Linked DNA regions of Mus musculus: all the other regions are linked to region 2. The links are chromatin contacts, called in public HiChIP or PLAC-seq and Micro-C maps. All regions are on one chromosome and are shown on one strand. The core of a region is the stretch at or near the end of the contact, and the rest is flanking DNA. Distances in the headings are between cores, read along the strand shown. Region 1 holds the start of Cyp1a1 (cytochrome P450, family 1, subfamily a, polypeptide 1). Region 2 holds the start of Loxl1 (lysyl oxidase-like 1). Region 3 overlaps Hcn4 (hyperpolarization-activated, cyclic nucleotide-gated K+ 4). Region 4 holds the start of Clk3 (CDC-like kinase 3).

What was found. Hi-C and Micro-C count contacts between places; a contact is called where the count stands out from the background. HiChIP or PLAC-seq counts read pairs in DNA pulled down with a chosen protein or histone mark.
Region 1: an HNF4G HiChIP or PLAC-seq map of pancreatic cancer cells shows a contact between it and region 2. The contact joins the promoter of Cyp1a1 here to the promoter of Loxl1 in region 2. A contact is called at or near these places in 1 of 115 datasets of contacts at active chromatin or transcription factors (pancreatic cancer cells) and 1 of 9 other capture datasets (liver).
Region 3: a contact with region 2 is called in an H3K4me3 HiChIP or PLAC-seq map of embryonic midbrain, with 4 times the contacts expected there. The contact joins the enhancer-like site here to the promoter of Loxl1 in region 2. A contact is called at or near these places in 1 of 484 Hi-C or Micro-C datasets (bone marrow-derived macrophages), 3 of 115 datasets of contacts at active chromatin or transcription factors (embryonic midbrain, embryonic stem cells and neural tube) and 1 of 9 other capture datasets (embryonic stem cells).
Region 4: a contact with region 2 is called in a Micro-C map of embryonic stem cells, with 5 times the contacts expected there. The contact joins the promoter of Clk3 here to the promoter of Loxl1 in region 2. A contact is called at or near these places in 2 of 484 Hi-C or Micro-C datasets (both in embryonic stem cells).

What each region holds. Positions count from the first base shown.
Region 1 is chr9:57,695,814-57,698,871 of GRCm38.p6, reverse strand. It overlaps Cyp1a1 (cytochrome P450, family 1, subfamily a, polypeptide 1), which reads right to left and starts at 1,259. Exons shown (of 7, transcript NM_001136059.2): 1 at 1,173-1,259. RefSeq lists enhancers at 1,739-1,759, 2,123-2,141, 2,234-2,252, 2,310-2,329, 2,044-2,400 and 1 more and a promoter at 1,199-2,900.
Region 2 is chr9:58,311,703-58,314,806 of GRCm38.p6, reverse strand. Loxl1 (lysyl oxidase-like 1) reads left to right here and starts at 1,595. Exons shown (of 7, transcript NM_010729.3): 1 at 1,595-3,104. The coding sequence starts at 1,921.
Region 3 is chr9:58,857,402-58,860,737 of GRCm38.p6, reverse strand. Hcn4 (hyperpolarization-activated, cyclic nucleotide-gated K+ 4) reads right to left here. Exons shown (of 8, transcript NM_001081192.3): 5 at 2,875-3,021; 6 at 2,524-2,764; 7 at 1,545-1,709; 8 at 1-1,437. Among named protein-coding and RNA genes, the nearest start is that of Hcn4, 36 kb to the right of the region's middle. Within about 2 kb of position 1,262, at least 10 of the 459 cell types and tissues checked have an H3K27ac peak or open chromatin away from gene starts, as enhancers often do.
Region 4 is chr9:57,763,455-57,766,841 of GRCm38.p6, reverse strand. It overlaps Clk3 (CDC-like kinase 3), which reads left to right and starts at 1,728. Exons shown (of 13, transcript NM_007713.5): 1 at 1,728-1,768.

The DNA of each region.
Region 1 (3,058 bases), core at 10-2,509, 620 kb after region 2:
GCTATAAGAAAACCACTGACTGGAGTCAGGAAAACTAGGAATGGATTTGAGCTTAGTTTTGACTAAGAGGACACTTTCTCTTTAGATTTATTCTAGAAAAAGTAAGCAAATTTAACATCTGCTCCAAGGCTCTGCCCAGTCAGGAGAGTCACATTGCAGTGAAGTACAGTCCAGGTCATCCTGGACAAGTCATATTAACACTGAGACTTCAGTTACATAACTGGGAGAGAGGGTAAGACAAGCTTGCCCAATTCATCTGGGAGGGAGGCACTGGCCCATACCTTTAACCCCAGCACTTAGGAGACAGAGGCAGGAGGAACTCTTGAGTTTGAGGCCAGCCTGGTCTACAGAGTGAGTTCCAGGACAGCCAGGGCTACACAGAGAAACCCTGTCTCAAAAAAACAAAACAAGCCAACAAGAAAGATTGCTTAATTCAGAGGGTACAGATCCTAGGAAGAGAAGATCTGAAGCACATACGATAGGAAGATGTACAATTCCCAAATACTACAGTCAGCTTGAAGCAGAGGGGCTTCCTGGAGGGGCTGAAAACACACTTCATAATTGGTGTCCCTAAGGAACCCTAACCTTTGGAAGGTGGAAGGGCCGAGGGAAATGTAACTGGTGTTTCCAGTTCCCTGAAGCTCTCAGTTTATGGAGCTGATGGTATCCCAGCAAGGATAGAAGAGACAGTCAGTGGGGTAGGGAGCCTCTCTAGCCTAGGTCAGAAACAGCTCTGACATGCTGCCCTTTGGGAGGGTAGAGGCTATTGGGGGTAGTTTTTAAATAAGACAGAGAACACCAGAAAAGCTCAGTGCATCTTCACTGTCCACCCTACACATCCAGAGAGGAGCCCTCACCCCCACTGGCAGTCCTGAGGAAGGGGCTAAAGGTGCAGGGAAGACGCCCTAGGAGGTCAGTGAGGAGGGGGAGGGGCCTGAAGTGGAAGGGTATCTCATTTCTATCTAAATAGCTGATACCTCTGGCCTCAGTTTCTCCCTTAAGGAATTTACCTGGTCACTAAATAAATAAATAAATAAATAAATAAAAGTGTAGTTCCCTGTTTTGAAGGAGCTACCCAGTAACTCTTCACCAAAAATTTCCTTTTCTTGGGAGGGAGGGAGGGAGGGAGGGAGGGAGGGAGGGGCAATCCAGGAGCCCCCCCAAGCACTCACCTTGGGCTGTAAGGAGGGACTGAAGTGAAGAGTGTTCTCTAGGACCCTAGGGAGGATCGGGGAAGCTCCAAGAACTACCACCTTCAGGGTTAGGGTGAAGGCACCACCACCTTTATAGGACTCTGTGTCTGTTGGCCACGCCTCCTTATCTGAGCCCAGTGGTGGGACCGAGGGAGGGACAGCCTTAGGGAGTGCTCTAGGCAGGGGGGAGGGGGGAGATAGGCAAGAAGCCATACCGGATACCTGATGTAGGTACAGGCACAAAAAAACATAAGAAAAGAAAAAGAATAAAGGTTGGGGTCACCACCCCCCACACTTTCAAGGTGCTCCATGGACAGTGCATAATCCCACTGAGGGAGGGGTTTGAGGAAAAATTCTGGGGTAACCTAAAAAGTAAGTACTGGGGCCTCCATTCCGGGTCATAGGGATTCCTTTTCACTATTTTTGCACCCCTGAAACATTCAGTGTGTAAGATCCTCTTGCCTACTACAAGCCAATGGGTGCCCGGGAAAGGCTGGTAGAGGGAGAACAGCTGGGTGGTGACTTTGCTTCCCTGGATTACTGAGTCCAAGCTCGCGTGAGAAGCGCAACGACCCCAGCCCAGAGGTCACAGGACAGGAAGGCCAGTGGCGCCATTGGACTGACTCTGTGCCCCACAAATTGGGTATCGGCCGAAGTTCGCGCTGCTTCATCTAGAGGGTGGGGATGGATGGCAGGCTTGCAGATCTCACCTCTAAGGGTCACCTTAGGCAAGCTGCAAGCCCGGGAGTCCCCGCTTGCAGCTCCCTGTAGGCTCCCGGGGCTTGCTAGTGTTGTGCATACATACTGAAGCAGGCAACACAGAGAAGTCGGGCGGCGGGTGCAGAGCTATCTAAGTATGGTGGAGGAAAGGGTGGAGGAAGGATCCACGCGAGACAGCAGGAGGGGGTCTGGGGCTACAAAGGGTGATGCTTGGCACGCACACAGGTTCCTGAGGCTAGCGTGCGTAAGCCTGCTCCATCCTCTGGGGGCAGAGGTCGGGCTGCCTGTCTCCGCCCCACCTGGCTGGGGACAAGGTGCCCCGGAGTTGCGTGAGAAGAGCCTGGAGGCCCGCGCAGCCACCCAGCTACCCAACTCACAACCGGGCGCGGGTCCCAGTGCTGTCACGCTAGCTGGGGGAGGGGAACCGTGGGTGAGGCTCTTAAAGGGCCAGCTCTCCTGGGGCGTTGGGGTGGGGTTTAAGAGATAGAAATAGTCTATGCTTTGCAAGGGCGCGACAAGACAGCGCCAGCGGTGCAAAGGGCCGGGTTTGCGTGCGATGCTCGGCTTCTGCCTGAGAGCAAAGGCCTGAACAGCGTGTGTCCACATTTTTAGTGGCAGGACACGCAGCACCACCCGGCACGCCTAGCTGGCTGTTTTGCAGGTGCTCTCTGGCCCTGAAGGGTGCTCCCAGAGTGAGATTAGTGTAAGAAGAACATCTGAACTTGGCGTGTCTAACTCAACCTGTTCCTAACTAACACCTTCACCTGCCCTCCCCTGTGAGCTCCCGAGCCCAGAAAGAACATTGATATCTGCTCTGTGACCAAGACCAGGAAAAAAAAACAACACTTCATCCACCCCCTCACCTCCCACTCTAGTTACATGCCGCCCTCATGCATTGTGCAAATATTCGCCAAGCTCCTACTATGCTGGATGCTGGTGATTGATGCAGAGGTGAAAAGGATTAACAATACTCCTTTGACGAAGCTTACCCGCTGCTATGGGGGAAACAGGTGATAAGTAACAAAACACAGAGACAGGCATAGTACAAAAAGAGCACTAGAAAGATAAATGATATGCAGGGGACAGTTTACAACTGCAAATGAGGTGGCCAGGGGAGTGCTCTCTGAGATAGCACTGAACAGAGG
Region 2 (3,104 bases), core at 346-2,845:
GAGCAGGAGGGAGGGAAGGCTTAACCCTCCAGGTCCCAGGCTTCAATTGAACCAAGACTTGCTAGTCTTCAGCCTAATCAGTCACTATTGTAGGAATCCAGACATTACACTGGATCTACGATATCACGGGCAAGAGTGCTATTGCAAGCCCCCAATTTTCTGGCTAGATTAAGATATCTAGTGTCAGCCAGGTGTGGTGGCGCATGCCTTTAATCCTAGCACTTGGGAGGCAGAGGCAGGTGGATTTCTGAGTTCAAGGCCAGCCTGGTCTACAAAGTGAGTTCCAGGACAGCCAGGGCTACAGAGAAACCCTGTCTCGGGGGGGGGGGGGGGGAAGATATCCAGTGTCCCAAGACACATATGTGAAGTATCAGTCCTGAAACCCACAGTTTGGTGGGTTGATAGATGCTTCCTGGTAAGGATGGAGGGCAGAGGGGTCCTGGTTCCCAAAGAGCATCATTCTGGCTGTTTCCTCCTTAAACGGGGCCCAGGAGTTTACAAAACAGAGTCATCCAGCATTGAGGACAGATCCTTCCTGTCTTGTTTATAAGTCTCAGGGGGTAATCTTTGCCCTCCAGCTCCCAAGGCCAAACAGAAGACAGCCTAGGGGAAGCCTGGAGAACAGCATTTAGAGGGTAACCTCTTAGGTACCAAGTAAAAGTTAAAATTTACCTTTCTTCTTAGCCCTGACATCCCCGGAGGGAACAGAGAATCGGCCAGAACAGATGGAGTTCTGTGGAATAATCCCCCAGTGATCAATGTGTCCACTAACTCAGAGTTGGGAAGGAGCATGCGATTCCCAGGCCACGGCTCTCCCAAGGCCTCCCTCTCTCTGCTTTATGTTAAAGGTTCCCCTTGCCTCACAATGGCATATCTCATATCCAAGGCTGCCACCGGCTGGGTTCTTCTTATTCATGTTTAGACTCCGATTATTTCTGGCTATCAACTCAGGAAGCACAGGGCAGAAGCCACTGGAGGGGGTGGGGGGTACGTGATGTCAGCATCTGCCCTGAGCTCCCAAGTCCCCTTCAGCAGAGAGACATACCTATCCTAGTTCCCAAGCCTGTAGACTGAGACCTGGTAGAAGAGCTGAAGGTTCAGTGTCTTTGTACTCAGGACCAAACGCCCAATGTCTTCAGGATGCAGAATTACAGGGTGGCCCCAGCCAGAGGTGGGCATCTCCCCAGGGAGTCTCACCAACCAGGATGTCTCTTAGCACTAGCTTTGGAGAAGGGAGAAGGCACCCCAAGAACCCTAGGAAGAGGTGAAGTCAACGAAGAAAGTGGAATTAAAAAAAAAAAAAACCTGTGTCCAGGACTGAGTGGAACCAGCAGGGTAGTGCCCACATCTTAATCCTGCTATGTTTGCCAGAAACCCCACTTACCAGGCCTGAGTCCCCAGGGGCCCCCTCCTCCGCCCTACCTCATTCCCTTCCTCCCAGGCAGGTCTGTGGCTTGGCTGGAAGCTACAGGACTAAGGGAGCACTGATCTGTGGGACAGGCCACATAGCTAAAACCCGGCGGGCCGTAGGGCCCCGCGGAGGAGGCCCCAGCAGGCGGACCAGGTTTCTGAAACCTCCAGACACTTTCAGCCTGTTGCTTATTCATTCAGAGTGGGAAAGCGCCAGCCTAGCGAGCAGCCAGCCAGTGTGGGGCTGGCCATGTAAGGGCCCCAGGAGGTCCTGCCCGTCCCGTGCCCTACGGAAAGCCTCGTGCAGCCCTGGGCACCGCCCCTGCCCTGCCCTGACCCCTTGGCCTCGAAATGCTGTCATCGGAGGAGCCGTCCCGCTCGGGACAAGGCCAGGATGGACAAAGCTAGAGCTTGGGCAGGCGAAGAGCCATCCTGTCCTCGAGGCCGTGGGAAGAGAAGCACGCACCGAGGCCCACTCTCTGCCCACCCGGCCTCTGCAGAAGGGCCACTATGGCTCTGGCCGGAGCCGGCAGCCAGCTGAGGACCCTGGTGTGGAGTGCCTGCCTGTGCGTCCTGGTGCACGGGCAGCAAGCGCAGCCAGGACAGGGCTCGGACCCAGGACGCTGGCGGCAGCTGATCCAGTGGGAGAACAACGGGCAGGTGTACAGCTTGCTCAACTCGGGCTCTGAGTACGTGCCCGCGGGGCCCCAACGAGGGGAGACTAGCTCCAGGGTTCTACTGGCAGGCGCGCCCCAAACGTCGCAGCGGCGCAGTCAGGGGGGACCCCGGCGTCGGCAGGCGCCGTCCCTGCCCCTGCCCGGACGCGTGGGTTCGGACACTGTGCGCGGCCAAACGCGGCACCCGTTCGGCTTCGGCCAGGTGCCCGACAACTGGAGAGAGGTGGCCGTCGGGGACAGTACCGGCATGGCTCGGGCCCGCACCTCCGTCTCCCAGCAACGGCACGGGGGCTCCGCCTCCTCCTCGGTTTCGGCCTCGGCCTTCGCCACCACCTATCGCCAGCCATCCTCCTACCCGCAGCAGTTCCCCTATCCGCAGGCGCCCTTCGTAAACCAGTATGAGAACTACGATCCCGCGTCACGGACCTACGAACAGGGCTACGTGTACTACCGTGGTGCGGGCGGCGGCATGGGCGCGGGGGCAGCGGCTGTAGCCTCGGCTGGGGTCATCTATCCCTTCCAGCCCCGGGCGCGTTACGAGGACTACGGAGGTGGAGGAGGCGAGGAGCAGCCCGAGTACCCGGCCCAGGGCTTTTACCCAGCCCCAGAGAGGCCCTATGTGCCCCAGCCCCAACCCCAGCCCCAGCCCCAGCCGCAGCCTCAGCCCCAACCTTCCGACGGCCTTGACCGTCGTTACTCGCACAGCCTGTACAATGAAGGCACCCCGGGATTCGAGCAGGCCTACCCTGATCCCAGCACCGACGTGTCGCAGGCCCCCGCGGGGGCCGGTGGCACCTACGGTGGCGCTGGCGATCCTCGCCTCGGCTGGTACCCGCCCTATGCAGCCAATGTGCCACCGGAGGCCTACGTCCCTCCGCGTGCGGTGGAGCCACAGCCCCCATTCCGCGTGCTGGAGCCACCTTACTTGCCCGTGCGAAGCTCTGATGCGCCCTCCCAGGGTGGGGAGCGGAACGGCGCCCAGCAGGGCCGTCTCAGCGTGGGTAGTGTGTACCGACC
Region 3 (3,336 bases), core at 13-2,512, 550 kb before region 2:
GTACTGGCTCAGACCTAGCGCCAGGTTCCCTCTGGGGTGCAGCAGTAGTCAGAGGGGGCCCTCCAGAAGAGGCGGCTCTTGCCCCAAACAAAGAAAGTGGGGGTGGCAAAGAACCTGAGGATGTCTTCCGAGGCAAAGTGACATGTTGGCCTGGGATGGCACCATATGGCCTTCCAGGAGGCCCAAGGCCCCCACTACTCCCACTGCCACCCCCAGCTCTGGGGTAGAGTGAGAAGGCAGCCACCGACTCCCCTGAGGAGTGAGGCGAGGCCCTGCGGAGAGTCTGTGCCCCATCCTGGGGGAGGGCTGGCTGAGAGGCTGAGATGAGCTTCAGGTCCTGTGTGAGGCGGCCAGGGGTGAGGGGTGGTGTGCCCCTGCGCTGTGGGACCTGGGGAGGTGGAGGGCTGGATGCAGGTGGCAGGAGCAGGGAACCATGGGAGCCAGAGGCCCGGGGTGGGGCACTCGGGAAAGTTCTTGGGGGCCCCGGGCTGTGGCCCGGAGGACTGAGGCCTCCTCGGGGGGTAAAGGCTACAGGAGAAGCCCCTCCAGAGGCCCCTGCCATGAAGGATGGTCGCTCAGGCCGTGGGGGTGTCTCTGGTGTACTTGATGGACCAGCTGCCAGACCTAGGGACAACTCTCCAGGAGGCTGGCCCAGCTGCCCAGGGCTGGATGATGGTGACCTGGAGGAGGGTGGGGGCGGCAAGAAGTGCTCCAGGAGTCCCAGACCTCCTCGGGCCCCAGGCAGTGGGGGTGGTGGCTGGGCAGCCTGTGGAGAGCGAGCGCCTGGTTGCAGTGGGGTGAGCAGCGGGGAGTCAGAGGATGACAGGGAGCCACCCAGCGCCTTGTGAAAGTGGCCGAACCCAGTGGTGGAGGCGGCGGCGGCAGTGGAGGTGGAGGGTGTGGGGGCTGGTGGGGAACCGCAGGCTCCTGGAGGTGGGGAAGAGCTAGAGGAGGGCAGGAGAGGGCTCAATCCAGGAGGTGCAGAGAATCCAGCCAGCTGTTGGATGTGGAAGGAGGATGAAGACGGTGTGTCCACCTGTGAGGGGCTGCTGGCGGGTGAAGCAGAGCCCAGAGCTGAAGGGATCAAGGACTGCAGCCTCCTTGGGTGCCTCGGTGTCTGTCCAGCCCCAAGGTTGCCCAGCCCAGGTCCGGGAGGGGGCCGGAAGATGGCGGCGGGCAGGCGGGGGTGGTGTGTGAGGGCTATGGCCACCGAAGTAGTAGCAGCAGCAGCCTGCAGTGGCGCCTGGATCAGCGGGGTCCATATAACAGGCGTGGGGGTTGGGGTGGCTGAGGCGGCAGCCTGGACGCGGTGAGCACAGTGGGCCATCTCACGGTCATGCCGCACGATCTGCTGGATGATCTCGTTCTCTTGGTAGTTGAAGACGCCTGAGTTGAGGTCGTGCTGCACCTTGTGGAGGAGGATGGAGTTCTTCTTGCCTGAGCCATAGAACAAGAGCCAGACACTCAGGCCACGCCCAGGAAAGGAGACTTGGAGTCTGCATGCTTGCCGCCCTGCCCTCCCGCCTGCACATCCTGCTCCTCACCTATGCGGTCCAGGCGGTCCAGCGCAACCGTCTCGAAGGCCCTCCGCATCATGGGATACTCCTCCAGCACCTCATTGAAGTTGTCCACGCTCAGTGAGTAGAGGCGGCAATAAGTATCCGCTCTGACGCTGGCTGTGCGCCGACCCCGGGTCAGCAAGCAGATCTCTGTGAGCACAGCAGGGCTCAGGGTCAATCCGACAGGAAATTTCCAGGCCTCCCAGAGCTGCGTGATTCTGACCTTAGTCTCCACTGGTAGTTGGTACAATGAACTCACTAGGCTGCCTGATAGGTTGTAGTCATACTGGGTACCAGCAGCACCCCTATCAACTGGGTGTCTAGTTGTTTCTCTCTCTGGGGCCAACCCCTGGTCTCAAGGTGATCTGGAACTTAGAGGTGGGGCTTTGGGAGGTGATTCATACCTTTATAGAAGAGGCTAGAGAAGGGGCAAGTCAGATGGCTCAGCAGTATGGCACTTCCGGGCCAAGTCTGATAACGTGAGTTGGATACCCAGGACCCACATGGTAGGAGAGACTTGACTGCCCAAGTTGTGCCCTAACCTCTACACGGGCATGGTGGTATGTGGGAATAGGTAGGTATGGTTGGGTATATGCAGGCTCAGGCATACACGCAAATATAATAGAAGAAGCTAAGGAAACAACACAAGTGCTCTTCCTGCCATCTGAGACAACAAAACCACAACAGTCTACCACTAAGAGAACCCTCAATGGAACCTACCACACTTGCACCCTGGCCTGTGACTCCCAGCCTCCAGAGCTAAGAATCCAGTTTCTATGGTTTATAAGCCACCAGTCTTAAGTACTCTACTAAAGCAGACTGCACAGACAGACACCCCTATACTGGCCTCACAGATGCCCAGGCTGTGGCTATAAAGGGTCCCTCCAAGCTTCTGATCTTAGGGTATCCCTCTAGCTTAGCTCCCAGTCACCCATGTTCTCCTGGGGCCCCCTGGCTGTCTCACCTCCAAAATAGGAGCCATCAGCCAGCTTGGTCTCTTTGTTGCCCTTAGTGAGCACGCTGACCACGCCGTGCTGGATAAAGTACATCTTCTTGCCGATGGTGCCTTCGCGGATGATGTAATCCCCAGGCTGGAAGACCTCGAAACGCAACTTGGTCAGCATGGATGTCACAAAGTTGGGATCTGCGTTGGCAAACAGTGGCATGGATGCCACCAGCTTTCGGCAGTTAAAGTTGATGATCTCCTGCTCCACGTACAGCAAAGGTTGGGACACAAAGAAAGAAGAAGGTCAGGGAACTGTGTGCCAGCGAGGCCTGGCACCGCCACCACCCACCCAGGCTGTCTGCAGCTCACCTCTCGAAGTGGCTCACTCAGCTCACCCAGGATGCTTTCCTCATCAAACATCTTGCCTTGGTAGCGGTGTTCATAGTAGTCATGGATGCGCTGTCGGGTGTCAGGCGGGAGCTTGTGGAAGGACATGTACTGCTCCACCTGTTTATACTGAGACGGGGGAGAGAGACAGGAGTCACCTCCAGGCACCCCAGGCTGGTAGCCAGAGGCACACTCCAACCCTGGGGCTTTCTTAGCTAACTTGGGCTCAATGTAATGTAAGCACACGGTACCCAAAATAATGGCCCTGACTCCCAGCTCTGCGGGGTGATGGAGGTAGGGAGAAAAGGAAGGAGGCTTCCATCCATGGTTGGTCCTCACCATGCCCAAAACTATAAAGATGAGTGGGAACAGGGCTGACTATAGCCACAATGACTAGGAGGGTGGGGTTAACTAGTTTCCTCTAAGCATATTGGAGTCACCAAC
Region 4 (3,387 bases), core at 479-2,978, 550 kb after region 2:
TCCAGGAGGAAGGCCAAGCTGCAGCCTCTGGAGAGGACAGGGCTAGGAGACAGCTCCTATATCAGCTGTCAGCAAGAAGTCCTCTCTGTAGAGAGAGTGGGGGCTGTAGGCAGATGGCCCTGATTTTTCCTGTTAGGATGGTAGGCAGGAAGACGGTCTAAATTATCTCATTTCTGACACTTGGGGTAGGGCAGGAGATGGGAACTTTTTGAGGATGTCGGCCTTAAACTGGAGGATGCTATTTTCCCGTAGCCATGGAAACATGGCTGGGCAGCATTGGTAGGAGGTGACGACACCACAGAAACCTGTGAACGAAGGAAATTCTATCAGTGTGGGCCTGGCCTCAGGTGGGAGCTGCATCTTCTGACGCCTGGATATTTCAATCTTTGGCTTCTAGGCTGGAAACCAATGGGGCAGGACTCGGGCAGAAGCAGTTGAAATGGCTGTTGAATGTCTGTGGGGTTGGAAGGTGACTATGAGTCAGTTTGAGTTTGCAAAACATAATCACCCAGCTTTTTAACTCAACCGCTTTTACTTGGTTGGTGATGAAGATGCCGGGCCATTACGTCAGAACCAGAGGCAAAGCTCTCTAAAGGCAGTTTCATCACTGCAGGGGGGCCTAGGGAGCCACAGCACCTGGTGGGCGCGCATCCCGTACGGGGAGGGGACACCTGGGAAACCCTGGCTGTCCGCGTTGAGTCAGCAAGATCCTAAAGCTATGCCCCGCCCTGGCCGGCCGCCGCAGCCTCGCGGACCTCGCGTGGCGTGGGGCAATTAGGCGCGGCACCCGCCCGCTTGGCTGCGCGACGCGCGGGGGCGGGGACGCTGTCAAAGCGAGGCCCAACCAAAGGACCGCGACTTGTATTCTCTTCTGAAAAAAAAAAAAATAAGACCTCATGATCCTGCCACGACAAAGCGTTGGACAGTAGGTGGGAGGGGTCTAGACTGGGTGCCTCACGCCCGATGCCGCAGCGAAAGGACGGGCTGAGTGACTCGAGTGGCAGAGCGGGAGCGCGGCGCGGCTCGGGGCTTTTGTGTGGCGCGGGTTTCCTAGCAAGACTGACAGCAAGACGCTCTGAGGTGTTCAAGGGAAGGGGACGATTTCTCCGTCAGACCCCACCGCCGAGGCTCGCGGGGATCTTCCCGGAGACTGCTCGCTCGAGCCAGCTGGGGCGTGGCACCAGGACTTTCAAAAAACCCGCACAAGCCGAGAGCAGAATGTGTCGTTTGCTTCTTGCGCGCAAGCGGAGTCGCGCCCGCCTTCCTCTGCCCGGGCGCACCGACCGCCTTCGTCTCTAGCGCCCTCCCGGGCCCCGGGAGAACAATGCCGGTCCTCTCCGCGCGCAGGAAGAGGCTGGCGAGCACAGCTGGGCCGCGGCGGGGAAGCGGCCCCAGCCTGGCAGTCCGGTGGGTTCCTCCTTTAGGCCCAGAGCCGTCCTCAGACCGTGGTCGCGCACCGATGCGGCCTCGGGGGCCTACGTGCAGCACCACACGGAGAGGGGCAGGCCGCGGCCCGAGGCTGCTCCCGGGACCTCCGGGAAGAGACCTCCACCGATGTCGCCCGGACCCTGGCGGGGCAGGCCAGTCCCCCAGAGTCTGCGAGTTCGGGGCTAGAGCGGTCAGGCCTCTGGGCCGGGTCGAGCCCGGGCCGCCGACGGCTGCGTCACGCGAGGGGGCGGTGCTGCCACGGGCGGAGGCCAGAGCCGGAAGCGGAAGAGGCGCTCGGAGTGGGGAGTGGGGCCTAGCCGCAGCCGGAGCCTGGGAGACGGTGAGTGTGGGCCCGAGCCCGTGGCCGGGCAGCTGGGGTGAGTCGGTGGGGACGGCCACGCCGGTACGGGTACCGTGCCACCCGGTCGGGTCTCGGCTTGGACCTATTTCCCTCTTCGGCCCACGTCAGGCCGCGGTCCCGACCTCTCACCCCTGACCCGCCGCTTCTCTCCCTGAGGGCGGTCACTGCAGACCCCTTTTCTGGTTCCCGCGGTGTTGGAGGCGGAGCTCCAGCGGCCTCGGAGCCGGCTGGGAGGCTTCCCTTTGGGTCCCGCGCCGGCCCGCTGGCTGGGTCGCGTCCGACCTAGGCTATCCTGGAAAGGCTTTCCCTGCCCCGAGCTCGAGGCTTAGCCCGCAGATCTCCTTCGCGCGCCGCCTGGAGTTTGATTCTGGCCCAGGCTGGCCATCCCTTTGGTCGCCGGGTCTTCCCTTGGCGGTTACGGGGAACGGGGCTCTGAGATCCCTGGGATTCGGGCAGAAGGAAGGGACTCGAGTGCGGGCCGCCGGCCCCCTCCGTGTTTTGTTATGATGGAACCGCTCCATCCCGGAGAATGGGCCAGACCAAGCCAGGAGTACAAATGTCCAGGCTGCTCCTCGGTCCGGTCGGGAGCCTCTATGCTTTAGTTCCGGGTGCGGGTGCCCTGATGCTTGGGTGGGAATTGCCAGAGTCTAGCCCCCATCAAGGCGGAGTTGGCGGCCTTCCAGTTTCCCTCCTCCGTGCCCTTGAAAAGGAGGAGCGTTTTTGCCCGGTGGCAGCCGCAGATTGCGAGGTGGCAGGTTTGAGGTTGCAGTGGTGGGGCACTGCCAGCCAAAAATAACCATGGGTCGCTTGGGTGGCAGGAATCCGGGAGGGCAGCCGCTGACCTGGCTGGCTGCTCTTCTTGTTAGCCCGGTTCTCTAGCCAGGAACAGCAAATGAGAAGCCAGAGAGGCCTGTGCTCATAGAAAAATTGGCATCCAGTAACTTGGTCTCATTGGTCACATTGCCTTTTTCTTCATTGTTCAGAGCAGAGCCTCCCAAAGCATAATTGTGGCCTTTACGTTTTAAAAAGCTTCTTTGCCGAGGACTCATGGAATCGGAGAATTTGTGAGAAATAGGCTCAAACGACCTGGCTGGGAGGAGGACATGGGCCACCTGGTAGCTCCCATTTTTCACCTGCCTGGGATGCGTTGCAAGGGAGATTATCTCCATTACTGCCTATGTGTGGTACTTCATGGCCAAAATATTGGGCCATCTTTGCCAGTATGAGAGGTGTTATCTTCATTTTTCAGGCATGACAATTTAGGTCTAGAGTGACTTGTATAAGGCCACAGGGCCAGTAAGTGGCAACACTGGGATCGAGTTCAAGGTTTCCTGCCAAAACTTCCTACCCGGTCCCTTGGAAGGAATTATAAATTAAGGCATTCAACATAGCCCTGAGTGTTAGCCGGAACCTTCTCAGTGCTAATGAAAGGCTGTCTTTAGTACTTCTTGTGGCCCAAACCTGTGCTAGGCTTTTGACTTTATAGGGCAGACATTTAATTCCTATGGAGCCTGTAAGAGATTATTGTTCCCTTGTTTCAAGAGGAGGCTGAAGCTTAAAGTGGTTTAATAACTTGCCTAAAGGCAACAGTGAAGTGG